Regions from separate parts of the Mus musculus genome. Here regions 2, 3, 4, 5 and 6 are each linked to region 1. Evidence: chromatin contacts called from public Hi-C, HiChIP or PLAC-seq and promoter capture Hi-C data. All regions are on one chromosome and are shown on one strand. Each heading gives the region's core, a stretch centred on a gene start, on an enhancer-like site or on the middle of the called end of the contact. The rest is flanking DNA. Distances are from core to core; before and after follow the strand shown. Region 1 overlaps Gm39083 (a long non-coding RNA gene). Region 2 holds the start of Gga2 (golgi associated, gamma adaptin ear containing, ARF binding protein 2). Region 3 holds the start of Dctn5 (dynactin 5). Region 4 has its middle 7.6 kb from the start of Gm29903. Region 5 holds the start of Prkcb (protein kinase C, beta). Region 6 holds the start of Aqp8 (aquaporin 8).

Region 1 (2,745 bases), core at 96-2,595:
CTGGAGTGTCTGAAGACAGCTATAATGTACTTCCATATAATAAATAAATAAATCTAAAAAAAAAAGGTAAAGACAAGTCCAATATCTATCTTCAAGGGTTAATAAGGTACTGTCATGATCCAATGTGTTTCAGCCATGAAAAGGCATGAACAAAGCAGAAGTGGGGGCTTCCTAGTGAAAGAAAGGGAACCAGCCGCAGACAGGAAGGAACTGGGGGTGGGAAATAAAATACAGTGAAGTATAATGCCACATCCGTATGAAAATGTCTTGAAACCCTTATTTGTTATACTGTCTTAAACGATTAGCTTCTTTAAAACATGTCTTAAAAGAGTCATTAACTGGTGGTTTAGTTTAGTGTGTAAAAGTACCTGCCACACAGCCTGGACTCAATCCCTAGAACTCAGAAAACTAGATACAGTGGCTCACATCTGTAATCTCAGCACTTCCATGAGATATTCTCTCTCTCTCTCTCTCTCTCTCTCTCTCTCTCTCACGCACACACACACACACACACACACACACACACACACACACACACACACAGAGAGAGAGAGAGTAGTGGTAATAATAAATAAAATAAAACCAGTCTATAATAAAAGCAGCCATTGTGTCAACACCTCCCTATAGAGACATAGATGTAGATATAGTTGTATACAAGACAACTCTGAACGGCATTTTCCTTACTTTCTCCCCAGGTTTCTCTGTGGTGTTTGGAACCCAGTTGCCCCAACAATGACCTGCTCGGTAACCTTCCTAATGGGCCTCTCTCCCTCCTGGTGCCTCCGTGTCTCTGTCCCATAGTAGTGGTTCTTTGGATTAACACACACACACACACACACACACACAGATGATGATGATGGTGATGATGATGATGATGATGCAATTAGTTTTAAAGATGTCTTTAATTTGTCCTTTCAGCAACCTAAACCAAAGGAGATCTATAGTCTTCTCTTGAATTCCTTCCTGGTCACAGGAAGGAGGTAGAAGATGGCTGTCTGTGTGGGAACTTTCCAGGGTCTCCTTGGCTTCAGCCCACCTCCAGCCACTGTCAATATACCTACCCTACTTTGCCACATCAGAAAGCAGCAGCGCCATGAAGGATTCCTGGTATCTCATTTGATCGAGGCCATGAAATTTCTAACCCTAACTGCATCAGGCGACTCAATTGTCAGCAGGGAAAGGCAAGAGGAAACGGTTAAATCTTAATTTCTGACCTCCTTAAAAACCAAAAACTAAAATGCAACGCAAGACGTTAACAGAGGGGAAACTCCACGAGCTCTTTCTGATTGGTACAAAGCACGGGACCAACCTTCGTGAATACCACACCCAGCAGGATGTTTAGCAGTCAAAGGATAAGCACACCAGCTCCTGCAATTGCTATTCATCTGAGCCTCTCTTGTTCTACCACTCATAGCATCCGACTGAAAGCGAAAGTGTAAATGTGTCGGGGGTTGGTCTGAGGCTGGTAGGCTTTTAAATGTTAAATACTACCCCCAAGATCTAGTTGCCCAAGGCAAGCAGATCCTCACATTCAACAAGTAAACTTTTTTTTTTACTCTATGTAAACCTTGCTCCCTACTTTAATATTATTTGATTAATAAAAGGCTAGAGCCTGTGACTGGGCAATAGAGAGACAAGCAGGACTTGAGGATCGAGTGAGGGGTTTCAGGAGAGACCAGAAGGAGGAGGAGAAAGGAGGTAGAGAGAGGGGAAGGTTGCCATGAGGGAGGTGGAGCCTGAGGACAGGCGGATGGGACAGAGATATCCGGGACTGAGACTCAAACAGCAAGGAACAAGGGACATTTGACTGGGATTTAAGTTAGAATAGCTCACAGCCTGCCCAATCTGGGCTTAGAGCTTGTAAATTATCAGGATTTTGTACCTTTTATTCGGGCTAGCTGGAATAAATAATTCATTTACATAAATGTATCATCATTTTTAGACATTAGTGACCTCGCTGTAGGAAATCCTGCAAATTCCCACACCACAGAAACTATTAGTGCTAATAAATTCAGCAAGTGTACGCGGTAGCAGCAGGACACACAAACGCAGTCAGCTGTGTTTCCATACATCAGCACCGGGTAACCTGAAAACTCAATTAGGAAAACAATTCCACTTATAATAGCATCAAATTGAATACAACACTTTGGAACAAATTTAACCCAGGAGGTATGAAAATCGGCCACTGAAAACTCTAATATGTCAGTGAGATAAATTAAACAAGGCTGGCATTAGTGAAACAGAAAACACGACAGGGCTACCCAAGCATGCAATAGGTACAAAAAGCCCAACAACCTTTTTCTGTACATATTTGTGTGAGTGGACTGTGAGTGTGTTTTTCTCACCTGTACAGAGGCACGTGCATTCGTTGGTGCACATAGAACGGGTGCCAGTCACTCTCCAGCTCCTCAATCCAGGCAGTGTCTCACTTGACCCCGGACTTGCCTGCTCTGGGGACTCCCCAGTGCTGGGGTTATAAACTGGTCATCAAGCCCATGTGGTATTGATGTGTGTGCTGGGGGAGTCCAAACCCCAGCCTTCACGCTTGCTGAACAAGCAGAGTACCCACTGGGCCGTCACACCAGCCCCTCCACAACTTTTTTTTTGACAAATGTGGGAAACTTGACTCTAAAACTCACATGGAATGAGAAGAGCCCCCGAGTAACTGAATTCTTTACAAAGAAAACCCTCAAACAGAACATGGTGGCTCAAATCTGGAACACCAAGACTCCGGAGATGGAAACA
Region 2 (2,745 bases), core at 84-2,583, 920 kb before region 1:
TGCATGTGGTGCTTTCAGTAGAAGCGAAGCTGTCTCCAACAGCTTCTCCTACATGTTGAAATAGAAAGCTATAGGCCTGCAATGACTCAGAAGATAAAGGTGCCTGTGACCAAGCCTTGTGGCCTGAGTTCGAGCCCTGGAACCCACAGAAGAGCCTAAGGAGAGAAACGACACCCTGACCCCTTCCCCAGTTGTTCTCTGTTCTCCACGAGCCAGGAGCAGCACGCCCCACCCCAAATACACAACATGTAATAAAAATGTTTAAATAATGCAGTCCCTTCTGCGGCGCTCACGCGTCTTACTTCATTAGCAAATTAGTCTGAGGTCTCTTTTCTGGATTCTCTGAGCTTTAAGCTTTGCACTCCTGGCCAACAGGCCTACTCGCTCCCAGAATGTTGTACATTCTCATCCTGAGTTTTTGCAGTTTCCTGTCTGGAATATGGCCTCCTCCATTGTCCACACACTGTATACCAGCTATGACAAGCCCCAGGTAAACAAAACAGCCCCTAACTACGTTCAACAAGCGCCCCTCCTCCAGCTTCTGTTGAGAAGGTGCTGTTCTGGTAGCCAGTAGCCAATGAACATGTCTTTGTGAGCAATGTCCCAGTGTTACCATCTCAGTGCACCCAGCACGTAGTGGAGCCCACCCAAGGGGTGGATTCTTTATTCTCTCTGAACCTCAATTCCTCAGATAAAGAGAGAACCTTTAGAACCGCACCCCCAGAGATCACCGTTAAGCTAAGACAAGGAACAATTAAGTCTGGCCAGAGTAAATATGCACCGAGGCATAAAAGCTGGTTTTGCTCTTAAAGGTAGCAGCCACTTAAGCTCTTAGACTCAATGATCTGCAAAAAAGCTGCATCGCCCGCACGGGTTAGTAAACCCAGGTACTCTCGGTCCTGCGACCAGACTAACAATGGCTGAAACGCTTTCTGCACAGTGCTTGGCACAAGAGATCGCTAAGCATTCGCGCTCCAGCTGTTAAGTGGTGCCGCCCGGCCACTGAGCCATGGCGTGGTCTGAGGTCCCCAGAATCCCCTGGGTGAGTCTAGAGGCCCCCTCCCGCCGCGGAGGACAACCAGGGCGGCGGGAAGCAGGATCACGTGTGGCGCGATGCTACTCACTGAGCCACAGCTCCAGCGCCGCCGCTGCCCCAGGGCCGCCCTCCGCCGACTCGGTCCCTGCCGGGGATCCGGTCCCCGCTGCCACTGCCGTCGCTGCCATCTGCCCAGCCCAGCGCTGCGGCCGCAGTCACTCCTGCCCAAAAGCTGCAGCCACCGCCGCCGCCTAGCCTTCGCTCCAGCTGCCGACGCGGCAGACACTGAGAGGCACGTGACGGGGCGGGCCCTATTGGACACGCCCATTTCTGGGCCCTGTCCCGCCCCCACGCACCTCCTCCCGGCCACCTCCAACTCACGAGGTCTTTTTTTTTTTTTTTTTTTTTTTTTTTTGTGCAAGACCACTTGAAAGGTCAAAAGCCAAGCTAGTTAGGTATTGATTGTCCCCTCTTCTTCAGAAGCAGGGTTCCCAGAAAAGATACTGGACGCCTGGCTAAATCTGAATTTCAGATAAAGAATCATTCTTTCAGCATTTTTATTAGGGTCTTCTCCGAGTATGTATCTTCCATTCGGGTTTCTGACACACTTTTTTTTGATGACACATTGCATCATAATTCATAAAACAGTTATTTTTATGAAAAGATACTTTTCTCAAAAAAACAGGTCAGAGGCAGGCGGATCTCTGAGTTTGAGGCCAGCCTGGTCTACAAAATGAGTTCCAGGACAGTCAAGGCTACACAGAGAAACCCTGTCTCGAACACCCATCCCCCCCCAAAAAAAAGAAATAAAAAACAGGTCGTGATTCTCATACCCTAAAAAGTGAACACATTAATTATATATAAACATACCTTTTTCTAACTGTTTTGAGTTAAGGTCTCATGTAACCAGCTGGCTTTGATCACTGCATAGCTGAGGAGGACCCAGAATTCTTGGTCATCCTGCCACTGTGGTACAAACTTGATTACAAGAATGTACTACCAGTACAGCTTTGTTGTTATGGTTTTTGTTTTTGCTTTTGAGAAAGGGTTTCTCATACTCATTAGTCCAAGATGGCCTTTGAATGATAAAAGCTAAGATCCTAAAAACCTGTAGTAAAATCCTTTTGCCTCAACCTCCCAAAAGCTGGAACTACAGGTGTGAGCTACCATGCCAGCCTAACATGAAATATTTTCCTTTATTTAACTCTTGAACTTAAATGAAGGAATCAAGTAGATGTTGTATTAATATGTCCACAAGAAAAGCCAAAGAGAAAAATCTATGTAAAAATAAAGGACTGTTGAGACAAACATGCAAATGGGCATAAGACTGGCTCCAGCCAGTGGAGAAAGAGGTCTGTCCAGTGGACAGGATTAATATGCATGTCTAGAGGCCAGCATAATTTTGCCATTGCTGTCAATGATCTACTACTAACAACTCTGCTAAGACTGAAGGAGGCCTTAGCCTGGAAGGCAGTCAAGACTGCGCACGAGGTCCCTCTGAAGCACCAGATCCTTCCACACTGTCCCTATCATTCCCCACCCTCAATGTCACACCCCAGTACATACACACACACACACACACACAGAAGGATTTTAATTTGCATAGACCTGGACCACCAGCATACCAAATGGGGCTTGGCATACCAGTAAGTATCTGTTGAATGGACACATAAATAGTGGGGACAGTCAGGGGTAACTCTAGGACTTTA
Region 3 (2,745 bases), core at 165-2,664, 810 kb before region 1:
TAAAGTCACTTTAGTCCCCATCCATTCTCAGACACATAATAATAAAAATGGCAGATACTTTCATAATGTGCTTCAGTTAGTCCTAGGGAATTTTGTGACTTTAATGTCCAATGACTCAATTAGCACTCACAATAACCCTAACAAATAGATTCTATTATATAATCATCCTCCTTTGAGATATGCAAACTGAACAGAGAATAAGCAGTTCCTCCAGGATGCTGCCATTTATAACTGCTCCATTTAACACCCCCCCCACACACACAGAGGTTTCATATCATATATATTTTGATTCATAATAGCAGCAAACTGCAGTTATTAAGTAGCAACCAAATTATGGTCATGGGCCACCACAACATGAGTAATTCTGATCTTAACCTGTTATCTTGTCCTCAATCTTATCAGTAAGTAGGAGTTATCTTGTTTATTTGTAAATGATCTTTACCACCCTTAGAAGGTAAGACAGGATAGGAAGACAAATTAATGTGAATTCTAATTTTGCACAGAAAGCACAAGAACATGGAAGTAATATTTAAGTCTTGCAGGAGAATAATATTCTGAGCCTGAAAGAAATGAGAGCTCCTTCTAACTACTACACTAAATTTGTATGCACACACACAACACCTGTTCATTATATGTAATATTTATATTATTTTCTTCCCCTCATCTTGTTCCAACGTGGGTCTTAAACATGGAGAACACCAGCTGCAGAACCAACCAGAGTACACGTTATAACCATCCCCTTCTCCAATGTAAACCTATTTTGGAGGTCAAGCCCTAACAGACAAACACGAAAATGTATATATATAAGGCTGTTGACGTGACGTGAAAGATTTATGTGACGGGGCCGGAGTGGAGTGGGAGAGAAGAGGGCCTCTAGGTTTACCTATATGTAGTTTTACACCTAATATTTATGCAGTGCCACTAGAAGATGGGTTTGGCTCGTCTGCATTTTAAGCTTCGCCACCCGAGCAGCGCGCTCGTCTCAGTGACTTCTCGTGGAGGCTGTAGGTAGGAGGACACTGCCTCGGATACAGGAACTAGGTTTGAAAACCCAGCCTAAAGCCCTGGGTCACCCTTCCCGCAACCCGGGCACCTTTTCCTTCTCCGCATAGCTGAGGGGCTTCCCGGAAAGCTCTTCCATCGGGTTGGAAGCCGAACGCAAGGAGCAGCCGTCTCCAGCCTCGGGCCTGTGGTCACGGGGACCCAGCCAGGGCTTCCTAGGGCCAAGAGGAACCCCTGGGAAGAACGGGGACCTAGTTCACCCCCACTATGTTCCTGCCGAGCCACACAGGTTCCGCGCGCTAGCCGCTCTGGCCAATTAAAACCTCTGTTCGCTCTGCGCACGCGCAGCTGGAGACTGCCGAGCGATCGAGCAGGCTTGACTAGAGGAGAGTCGAATGAGAGTCCAGGGCGGGGATAGCGGAAGTGGCCGATCAACCGGAAGTAGCTGGAATCACCGTCTGCCTGAGCTACTGACAGGATCCTGAGGTTCAGAGAGGGGGAAGCCATGGAGTTGGGCGAACTGCTGTACAACAAGTCGGAGTACATCGAGACGGTGCGCGTGTGGCGACCCTGCCGCCGCTGGCAGTCACGGGACCCTCGAGGACTGGACGGTCGCCCCTCCCGTCCCGGCTGCACTGGTTCCCGTTCCCTCAGTCCCTTCCTTGGATGACTTAGAGATGCTTCGTGTTTCATCTGATTGTTATTTAGTCGGTGCATGCATGCATTAGGCTCTCTTCTCCTTCATCTCGTGTGTGTGGGTGTGCTGTGTAGCGGGGGAGGAAAGTGTGGATGTGGGAGAGTTTCTATGCATATATATCTATGTGTGTGCATATACACACGCCTGAGTTTCCTGTTAAATAATGTCTTCCAGAGGAATACACAGTACAGCCTATTCATTCTGTATATAAATTACATTTTCAGACTCCGGGCCCTTTTTAAAAATAATATTTCACAGTCTGCTTACGTGCTAAGACGTTATTGTTTCTATTCGTCAACTCATAATACAACATATGTAAACTGCCCCCGTTAGGGTTACTATCATTATTTTTTCTGTGTGTCTGTGATCATGGAAAAGTAATTTTCCTCACTGAAGGCTATGAAACCGTAATATGGAAGTGGGGTCTGAATGCACATCAGTCATTAGACCGCTCATTAGATACCGATCCTGAATTCATTTCTTGAGCTCTCAGTTCCTGATCTACCCTTGCTCTTTTGATAGATTGGATTCAGTTCCTGAGTGCTCTTATCACGGAGCCGTGCCCACAGCCTTCCCCCCCCCCCCCCAGTGCATTCCTTCTCCAGTTTGTTTTTGTTTGTTTGTTTGGTGATGGAGTCTCACTTCATAGTTTAGTCTAACCCCAAATTCACAGTCACCCCACCCAGAGCTGGGACAGTAGGGGTGCAGTATACATTCAGGCCTCATTCATTTTTAGACTGCCCTTCATTTGAAGTAATTTTCTCCTCAATGTGAGCTTTCATGATGGAAACTGTAGTCCAGAAATCCTCTGTTTTTTCACTCCAGATTTCTGTTTGCTTTTAGGCATCTGGGAACAAAGTTAGTCGCCAGTCTGTTTTGTGTGGAAGCCAGAACATCGTCCTCAATGGCAAGGTAAAGGGCACAGGCAGCTTCAGGAGGTTACCCTTATGCCTTCAGCTAGTCACTGTATCAGCAGGGTATATGGGATAGTGCTGTCTCCAATTTGTCATTTCCAGTTCTCTCTCTTTGTTTTTGTTTTTTTAAAC
Region 4 (2,745 bases), core at 104-2,603, 690 kb before region 1:
GTTATGGTTAATAAGGTGTTTTATTAGCTGCTGGCAAACACCTATACCCAAGCTACGCAACTTAGCTTAATGGAGGAAATGTTTATTTTGGCTTATGATTTTAGAATTTCAGTCCATTGTAATAGGAAGGCATGGTTGCCATGGGAGCATAAAGAGGAAGCAGTTCATATTCCTGAGGACCAGGAAGCGGAGAGAGTGGTGAACCCAGGGTCTAGACTCTAACTTTCATGGGCTAGGCTCTAGTGGCTTAGCTCTTCCAGCTAGGCCACATCTCCTGAAGATTCCATAATCTCACAAAGCAGAGCCACTATGTGGGGACCAGATGTTCAAATCAGGAACCAGTGGTGCACAGTCTAATTCACAGTTACCGGTATCAACCAAGTATGATACGTTTCATCTTAGTGCACGTTGGCTTTCTAATCCCAGCCTTTAAATGACGTCTAATGAGCAGGTGGATCCTTATCCAATAATAGGGTATTGTACTGCTTAGAAAACAGGAATTGGAGACAAAGAGACAGGCACAGAGGGATGAAGAGATGCAGAGAGAAGGCAGATCCTGTGAAGGCAGAGGACTGGAGCAATACATTCACGACCAAGAGAAGGTTGCTTAGATGTCTTGAGGCTACAGAGAGGGAAGGAAGGGCTCCTCTATGGGCATTGGAAGGAATATGGCCCAGTGAGTGCTTCAGACAGTTTCCTTCCAGAACTGAAAGATTATATACTTTGGTGGGTTTTAAATTTTTATTTATTTTAAATTACGTGTGTGGGCGTGTAGATGCTCTCAGAGGCTAGAGGTGCCAACTACCCTGGAGCTAGAGTCAGGTGGTTGTGAGCCACCTGTCACGGATGAGTTTAGGTTCTCCGGAAGAGCAATACATGCTCTTAACCACAAAGCCAACCCTACAACCCCTGCCTTTGTTTTTAAAGCGATTCTATCTGTGGCCCTTAAAGCAGCCCTCGGAAGTCTGCGCGTGTGCTAGAGCGTCAAGGACAGGTAGCAGGCCTGGAACTTGGCCTGAGGTAGGTGAGCTATTAAGGCAAAGCCCGCAACAAAATAGCTAGAAACAATCTAACAAGGCAAGCAAGGGCTGCCTCAGAAGAGGCCTGAAGTCGTTTTCTCCTTGTAGTTTCGGGTGGCTTCCACCAGGGGGCAGAGCGGGACTTCTGTGCACAAAATAGGAAAAGAATCTCAAGACAAACTGTCGGCAGGTTAATTCCCCAAGCTAAAACCACCCTTCAAATACCACTCCATCCCCACCCCACCTTATACTACCTCCAATACTCTCAAACACCACTACCACCTGAAACCATCCCCCAAACATCTCCACCTCCACTCCACCTTCATAGCATCCCACTCACACCCGGCAAACGTCACCGCCACCACCTCTCCTCCCGCTAGGGGGAGAAGAGAGGCAAGAGACTTCCCGATTGCTTAAGGAAAAGAGAACTAGGCCCTCAGAGCTAAGGCAGTCTGATCTCCAGTTCCCCGCACTCTGTCGTGGATAATATCGGAGACAGGCCACCTGCCTTTCCTTCAATCAGACCTTGAATCCATTCTCAAGTATTCTGATGGAGAACAATTAACGTTTGCATCATAGGAGTACAGAGATGACTGCCCAGAAACCCATGTTTTCCTGCAACTGCTTCAACAGCAGACAGGCTAGTGCCCCACCCCCTTGACCATAGTGGACCTCAGGGTTTTGACAGGAGGGGCCGGAAACATAGACTGGAAGGAGCATGTGAGCCCCTTCAACTGCTGCCTTTGTGCAGATTCACAGTCGTTCAGTCCCTTTGGATTTTTTACTGTACCCTAGAACCCACACCATAGTCATTCTTCTAACACCTGCTCTTTAGGCTAGTTAGAGTAAGTTTTTATGATTTGCAAAAACCACAGAATTTAAAAAAACCCAGAACTAGTATGAATTATGATGTCTGTGGATAGAGATCTACTAAATGCATTACTTCAAGTCATATAGGCAAATTTCAAAAAAGGAAAAATAACAAAGTGTGTGGGCATGGTGGTGCACACCTGTCATCCTGGCATTCGGGCAGCTGAGGTAGGGAAATCGGGAGCTTAAGTCCAGCCTGGGCTATGCAGAAAGACTCTGTCTTAAAAATAAAGCAAAACATAAAAGTCAAACAAACAAACCCAAAGCACACAACCGCCACCCCCCTCCCACCACCACTGGGACTATTAGAAGTCAGAAAAAGGCTAACTGTGTGCAGATTCTCAGCAAACATTTCCTGGCTGGCTACCATCATTAGTAATAATACCCAGTAAAATTGATGTAGGGATAAGGGAGAGGTCGGTAGTGAGGCCTCTGCCTCTCTACATGGCAATGGAGACAAAGTGCTTTCAAATGGCTAAGGGCAGGCAGTGAGGTGCAGTCCTACTGTGTGGAGTTACACTCTGACGGCCAGTTAAAGCCAAGAATGTTTTCTTCAGAGCGTCAGGGTGCTCACTTCAGAGACCTGTTTGCAAAGGTCCAGGCAGCACAGCAAGTGGGCCTGAAGTTCAGATGGGCCAGTTGCTGGGCAGGATGCGCACCTGACTAGTGGGAGGTGCTGTTTTCTGATGTACAAGTAGTTGCTCACAGCCTACCTGAGCATCCGCTGTCCGTCTGGTAGGAGAAAATAGTTCCTCATTATGGTTTTAATTTACATTGCCTTAATTGTGTGTGGGATGGAGCTTTCTCTTGTGTCTATAAGCTGTATTTCCTTTCCTGAGAGTCGCCTTCCCAGTAT
Region 5 (2,745 bases), core at 83-2,582, 650 kb before region 1:
TACTCACTTCCATCTAATTTTGCTTATTCACAGAACTTACCTGGTCTATACAGGTTATGGTTGTGACCGAATGAGACAGTGCACAAGCCTCCCTGACACCCTGTATGTTTAGTTTTAATTTTTGCACATTTACAGGTCATGCATGGTACAGGTAACCTTCTTCCATTCTGTTACTTACTCAAGCAGTGCTCACTGGGCTTGTAGGAGCTGTCAGATGCTAAACTCAACACCAGGAGACATGAAGGTGTCATTAACAATGCCGGGGACGTGTGGAAGAGTTCGGTCAGATGCCATTTTTCATCCCCAGGCTGTAGAGCATCACACCAGAGGGAGATTTAGATGCAGTGCCTTATATAACATGCAATGTCGTATCATTGGTTATCTTCCCATCCTTCAAGTGGCATCAAGGGGAGTATGGCGTTGGATATTAATGTTCCCTGAACATTTGAAATCTCTCCTAACAAATACAAGAAGGCCCCAGGTGTGAGGACAGCACCTGGGGAGATCTTAACCCACACAAACCTAGGTATTTCCAATCACATAGACTTTTGTTTTAACAGACTGCACAAGTATGACCAGAAGGGACAAAAGTGAATGAAATGTAGGGAAACGCTCATTTATTAAATTTGTCTCCTGTCATCATTAGCCCAGCCATTTTGGGGTTGGGGAAACTGTCTTTTTGTGGAGAGAGTTCTAAGTGTTCGAGCAAGTGGAGACAAGTCTTTGTGGTGGATATATACATATATACATATGCATATATGTATAGTCCTCCCCTACCTCTGCAGACCTTGGTGTGTGTGTGTGTGTGTGTGTGTGGCCACAGGCCTTTCCGGATGAGTGACAATGAAAGCCCATCCCTCCAGGAGACGCATGCCGAATGACCAATGGGATGATGGATGGAGGGTGCTGGGTACCAGTCTCTGCAGAGGCCAAGGTGAAACTGGCTGCTTCCAGCCTGTTCAACCCTCATCTCCTTGAGCCCCTTGGGTCCTTAGGCGTTTGGTCATTGCTGGATCAACCGAGGTGCTCATCTTAACGCACCCCAGGGCCTAGGACAGGGTGCCAGGGGCGCGGCTCAGATCTGTCCAGCGCAGACTGCGGTCCTCGCGCCGCAGCGCTGCGGCTAAGAACACTTGGCTGGGAGGCCTGCGGGTTGCGGTGTACGTGTATGTGTGTGTGTGTGTCTGTGTGTGTCTCTGCTGGTGGTACTGGTGGTGCCGATATGTAAAGCAGCTGGCGGCTCTGGGCGGGGCCTGGGTTTCATGCAAATGAGGGAGGCGGGGTTACACTGGGGCTCCGCCTCCCTCCCCCGCAGCTGGGGCCAGCGGTGCCAAGCACAGCTGGACCAGCGGCAGCAGCTGGGCGAGTGACAGCCCAGCTACGCGCGCGCGGCCGCCGCCAGAGCCGGCGCGAAGGGGCAGCGCGGCCCTGCGGTCCCCGGGCGGCAGCAGCGGCCGCCTAGTCCCGCGCCTTTCCGGGCTTGCAGCCCCGCGGTCCCGCCGCCCCGGGGCCGCCACCTCTCGGGGCTCCCCCCAGTCCCCGCGCGCGCAAGATGGCTGACCCGGCTGCGGGGCCGCCGCCGAGCGAGGGCGAGGAGAGCACAGTGCGCTTCGCCCGCAAAGGCGCCCTCCGGCAGAAGAACGTGCACGAGGTGAAGAACCACAAATTCACCGCCCGCTTCTTCAAGCAGCCCACCTTCTGCAGCCACTGCACCGACTTCATCTGGTGAGAGTGCGCCGCGCGGGCCACCTGCCTGGGGCCCTAGAGGGCAGCGACACGCATGGGGACCCCTGTTGTTGCCCCCGGGGGGAGGAGCCGTGTGATCACCCCCATCCCGCTGGACCCTTATGCCCTGCGCTCCCGGATGGCCAGTCCCTCAGGTGCTGGGTTCTCTGCTCCCAGACGGCTGGCCGCCAGGCGCCTTCTGCCCTCTTGCACTCTGTCGCCCGAGCGCCTAGGGACAGCGCTGCAGGCGCCTTTTCGACACCTGGCTCAGGGCTCAGTGTGGCTGTCCCTCCTCGGCAGGGCAGCTCCGCGGGTGTCTTTCTCGCCTGAGGTTCCCGATCTTTCTGCCTCCTTCCGGGCTCGAGGAGCTCTCACCCTCACCCCTCCTTTCCGGGGCAGCTCTCTGGGGTGTCCTCTACTTCCCCGGGGCGTGGAGCATCCTTCCCTCTGCGTCCCTAGAGCAGTGCCCTGGGTTATCTCTTACTTCGCCTCCAGAGTCTTGAGCACCCCTTTCATTCCTTGGTTCTCACCCTCAAGTCGCTGCAGGGCCCCTTTCTTCCCTCTGCCCCTCCAAGCATGGGGGGACCTTCCCCCCGCCCCCTAGCCCCTCAGGTGTTACCACCGTGGTGAAGTCCCTATCATCCTCCCCCTAGACAGGTCCTTTTCTCTTTCCTTGAGGGTACTCCCGGCATCTCCTTGGGCAAATATCCAGCCCGCCTTCCGCCCCCACCCGGGCGGAAATGCACCCTCGCATCCTGCCACCTGGTGGTCGTGGTCGCCTCTGTACTGCAGGGGAGATGTGAGGTGGGGGTTACTGCCAAGCTCCGGTAGTGTACCTCCCAATCCCATCCAAGGTGGAAGACACCTTGGAGACCAGGCTGTAGCTAGGAGGTTGCCCCTGGGGTAGAGGGACAGTGGGAAGGGAGAGGGCGACTGTGTGAAACTAGCTGGTAACTGGACCCCTCAGACTGATACTCCCTCTTGTGCTTTTACAGGGGCTTCGGGAAGCAGGGATTCCAG
Region 6 (2,745 bases), core at 158-2,657, 520 kb after region 1:
ATTGTCCTTTTGTCCCGGTCCCTTATATAACTTGATTTACATTGTCCTTTTGTGACATTTCACTGTTATTATGATCTTAGGCTTTGTCATCGTGAAAAAGTGCTTTTTCTTCTGCGGCATGCTGTAAAGATTGGACCCTCCTCATGGAGTGTTCTCCAGGTGAACCTGAGGCAATGTATGCAAGGCTCTTAGCCAGCTGCTGGCACTGTAACATCCGAGTGTGCATTCTAAGGTTGGTGGACGTTAATACATATGAACTCTTGCCCGTGGGTGTCTATATGGGTATTACAGGTCTGTGGGGAAGGGGAACTGGTATAGCTCATGGGGTGTCCCCCCCCCCCCGCTGTAAGTTTTATAGCTTTGAAGGGAAAGGTTTCCTGGCAGTTGGGAGCCAAGGGATACCACAAAGCCATTCTGCATGACAAATTTCATACAAGAGATTTATTAGAAGGGAAAAACCCAGGAGGGTGGCTACCTCTGCTCAGACAAGAAGCGGCAGAGAACTGAGCAGAAGACAGGCTTTATTTTGGGCTTAGGGGTAGGGGAACAGAACTTTCCAGGGTAGAACTTTCCAGGGTGGGGATTAGTGGGACTTCAAATCCTGATCTTGGGCTTTTTACTCTGTAGGGCGGAGCTGGGCCACCTGAGTGGTGATTATAGCAGTTGGAGATCCTCAGGGGCAGGGCCTGGCCACTCGCACGCCATGAGGGGCTTACACATATATTCTGAGTTCATGGACTCTGGCATTTTTGTACTGTATCTGGAGCTACCTTGAGTCCTTTTCATTTCTTCACTCATTGAAGCCCTGTAAGGATGCCATGCCATTAGCTCAGTCGCTGTCATTTGCCGATGAAACAGTGAAAGTGACTCGAGCTCAGTGGCACTCAATTGCGTGGTTAGCTCTTGGCTTGTACAAGCTGAGCTGGGGTGTCAGTGCAGGCAGTGTGAGCAGAGGGGTGCATCTCACTGGTGGTTCCCTGGCTTTGGGTAGGTAAGCCCGTAGGTCCTACTCCTACTCATCCCCAGGTTTCCAAAGTCCACCAGCTTTACCATACACAACAGTGCCATATTGTCCCTACTGCCTTAGGCAGCCAGCAGCCATCATCAGCTCACACACTCGCTGGGTCAGGTGATCAGGGTATTTGTGGAAAAGGTCCTGGGTGGGAAAGAGACCCACGAGGATGGTGGAATGTCAATGGTAGCGGAGCTGGCTGTTACTGAGTGTGCAGTGTCTCCTGCTGGGACCTTCCTCAGGCCTGAGCACTCATGCACATGATACAAGCTAACCACGCCTTTCCTGTTGCTGGCACTAAGCCCAGCAATCATTGATCCCACGTGGCCCTTGCCCTGTTGAGATTAGAAAAAAAAAGTTGACTCTTCTGGGCCACCTCCCATTCGGGCTTTATTGCTTTCTGGACACCTTTGGTGAATGTCCCCAGTCCTTTAAAAGCGCAGAGTCCGCTAGACTCTACCTCCAGTCTGTGACCTAGAGATAAGTGAGTACAATCTAGGGCAGCCGGCGAAGCTCCTGGTAGCTCTGGCTCGGATCTTCTTGAGCAGATGTCTGGGGAGGTGAGTCTGTTGCCTGGGCAAGGGCACTAAGGATTTGGTCAAGGCTGGGGGTGGGGGCTTTTGTCTTGGGGCCTCTGCCACCCATGTTTCCTGTCTTTTTTTCCCCCTACGGCAGACACCAATGTGTAGTATGGACCTACCTGAGGTCAAGGTGAAGACCAGCATGGCTGGCAGATGCCGTGTGTTCTGGTATGAGCAATACGTACAACCATGTATAGTGGAACTTGTGGGCTCCGCTCTCTTCATCTTCATCGGATGTCTATCGGTCATTGAGAATAGTCCGAATACTGGGCTCCTGCAGCCTGCCTTGGCTCATGGGCTGGCCTTGGGGCTCATCATTGCTACCTTGGGGAACATCAGGTGAGACCAGACCTCATCATTAGCTTAGTGCCAATCTGGGGAATTCTTGGGCACCCACTTATGGTCTTACAAACGTGGGGGTGGGTCATCTAGCTCTGCAGTCTGTGAAGACTATTAAATAGGAGTCATACTGTTACTACATGTTAAAGTTAGCTTCGAGCCAACATATACCCATTGCTAGCTATTGCCTCTGCTCTATACTGAGCATGATTCAGATATTTGATTCTAGTGACAAACTTAAGAAATAGGTTCTGTTATTTCCCGTTTTATATTTGCAAAAGAGAAAAGTCCACATCACTGAGATGAGGTATTTGCTACCAGGTGGTGGAGCCAGGAGTCAAATTCAAGCTGTCTGGCTTAGTGTCCAAAGCCGAGGGATTGTCTTGGGGAGATGGGATCGTGGGGTGCTCAGTATTCACTACTGTTGCTGCTACTCTTTGGGAGTGAATTGGAAAAAGCAAAGCGCCGGGTTTTTGTCCACTGCGATGCACAGAAAGTGCAGGGGCTTCAACCTGACAAGAGTGTTTTGTTTTGTTTTGTTTTTTAGAGGCAGAAAAATGACCATCCCTTGGTTTTTTATCTGGGTAGGAGCCCAGTAGAATGGGTTGATGGGAGGTGGGCTGTTTCCCAGAAGAGCCAGCTGTAATGGTAGACATTCCGATTGGGTCATCTGACAGGGGGACTGGGATAGGGCTGTTCTCTATCTCACTCGAAATCAGATCTGAGTGAGGACATTGAGTTACTGCCCTCTGGGAAGAAACAATGGACAGTTTATTATCTCTTTAAATGGGTGGGTGGGGGTGCAGGAGTTCT

The links. Promoter capture Hi-C pulls out the DNA fragments that hold promoters and counts their contacts. A called contact is a pair of places that touch in the nucleus more often than the background predicts. HiChIP or PLAC-seq counts read pairs in DNA pulled down with a chosen protein or histone mark.
Region 2: a contact with region 1 is called in a promoter capture Hi-C map of liver, with 2.7 times the contacts expected there. The contact joins the promoter of Gga2 here to the enhancer-like site in region 1. A contact is called at or near these places in 3 of 39 promoter capture datasets (hippocampal neurons and liver), 1 of 484 Hi-C or Micro-C datasets (double positive thymocytes), 2 of 115 datasets of contacts at active chromatin or transcription factors (bone marrow-derived macrophages and large pre-B cells) and 1 of 9 other capture datasets (liver).
Region 3: an H3K4me3 HiChIP or PLAC-seq map of bone marrow-derived macrophages shows a contact between it and region 1, with 4 times the contacts expected there. The contact joins the promoter of Dctn5 here to the enhancer-like site in region 1. A contact is called at or near these places in 1 of 39 promoter capture datasets (hippocampal neurons), 1 of 484 Hi-C or Micro-C datasets (CD4 T cells), 6 of 115 datasets of contacts at active chromatin or transcription factors (astrocytes, bone marrow-derived macrophages, large pre-B cells and 3 more) and 2 of 9 other capture datasets (adipose tissue and liver).
Region 4: a Hi-C map of Th1 cells shows a contact between it and region 1, with 5 times the contacts expected there. The contact joins two enhancer-like sites. A contact is called at or near these places in 9 of 484 Hi-C or Micro-C datasets (CD4 T cells, Th1 cells, bone marrow-derived macrophages and 6 more), 7 of 115 datasets of contacts at active chromatin or transcription factors (embryonic basal ganglia, embryonic stem cells, kidney and 3 more) and 1 of 9 other capture datasets (embryonic stem cells).
Region 5: an H3K27ac HiChIP or PLAC-seq map of T-cell acute lymphoblastic leukemia shows a contact between it and region 1, with 4 times the contacts expected there. The contact joins the promoter of Prkcb here to the enhancer-like site in region 1. A contact is called at or near these places in 10 of 39 promoter capture datasets (cranial neural crest, embryonic stem cells, hippocampal neurons and 5 more), 6 of 484 Hi-C or Micro-C datasets (CD4 T cells, CD8 T cells, Th1 cells and 3 more), 20 of 115 datasets of contacts at active chromatin or transcription factors (the 230-238 cell line, T-cell acute lymphoblastic leukemia, bone marrow-derived macrophages and 11 more) and 4 of 9 other capture datasets (adipose tissue, embryonic stem cells, liver and 1 more).
Region 6: a contact with region 1 is called in a Hi-C map of muscle stem cells, with 4 times the contacts expected there. The contact joins the promoter of Aqp8 here to the enhancer-like site in region 1. A contact is called at or near these places in 8 of 39 promoter capture datasets (the 3T3-L1 cell line, the HPC-7 cell line, HPC-7-derived erythroid cells and 4 more), 38 of 484 Hi-C or Micro-C datasets (B cells, the Ba/F3 cell line, the C2C12 cell line and 20 more), 4 of 115 datasets of contacts at active chromatin or transcription factors (cardiomyocytes, embryonic basal ganglia, embryonic midbrain and 1 more) and 1 of 9 other capture datasets (liver).

The regions. Positions count from the first base shown.
Region 1 is chr7:122,939,161-122,941,905 of GRCm38.p6, forward strand. It overlaps Gm39083 (a long non-coding RNA gene), which reads left to right. Exons shown (of 3, transcript XR_869924.1): 2 at 696-744; 3 at 919-1,198. Among named protein-coding and RNA genes, the nearest start is that of Gm39083, 4.7 kb to the left of the region's middle. Within about 2 kb of position 1,346, at least 130 of the 459 cell types and tissues checked have an H3K27ac peak or open chromatin away from gene starts, as enhancers often do. A contact at or near this core is called in the 230-238 cell line, B cells, CD8 T cells and 22 more, where this site is marked.
Region 2 is chr7:122,019,865-122,022,609 of GRCm38.p6, forward strand. Gga2 (golgi associated, gamma adaptin ear containing, ARF binding protein 2) reads right to left here and starts at 1,334. Exons shown (of 17, transcript NM_028758.2): 1 at 1,125-1,334. The coding sequence starts at 1,224.
Region 3 is chr7:122,131,627-122,134,371 of GRCm38.p6, forward strand. It overlaps Dctn5 (dynactin 5), which reads left to right and starts at 1,415. Exons shown (of 6, transcript NM_021608.3): 1 at 1,415-1,555; 2 at 2,543-2,611. The coding sequence starts at 1,508. Palb2 (partner and localizer of BRCA2) reads right to left here and starts at 1,320. Exons shown (of 13, transcript NM_001081238.2): 1 at 1,094-1,320. The coding sequence starts at 1,141.
Region 4 is chr7:122,250,513-122,253,257 of GRCm38.p6, forward strand. No RefSeq gene overlaps it. Among named protein-coding and RNA genes, the nearest start is that of Gm29903, 7.6 kb to the left of the region's middle. Within about 2 kb of position 1,354, at least 73 of the 459 cell types and tissues checked have an H3K27ac peak or open chromatin away from gene starts, as enhancers often do. A contact at or near this core is called in Th1 cells, bone marrow-derived macrophages, memory CD8 T cells and 3 more, where this site is marked.
Region 5 is chr7:122,287,793-122,290,537 of GRCm38.p6, forward strand. Prkcb (protein kinase C, beta) reads left to right here and starts at 1,333. Exons shown (of 17, transcript NM_008855.2): 1 at 1,333-1,725; 2 at 2,721-2,745. The coding sequence starts at 1,553.
Region 6 is chr7:123,460,887-123,463,631 of GRCm38.p6, forward strand. Aqp8 (aquaporin 8) reads left to right here and starts at 1,408. Exons shown (of 6, transcript NM_001109045.1): 1 at 1,408-1,572; 2 at 1,688-1,932. The coding sequence starts at 1,561.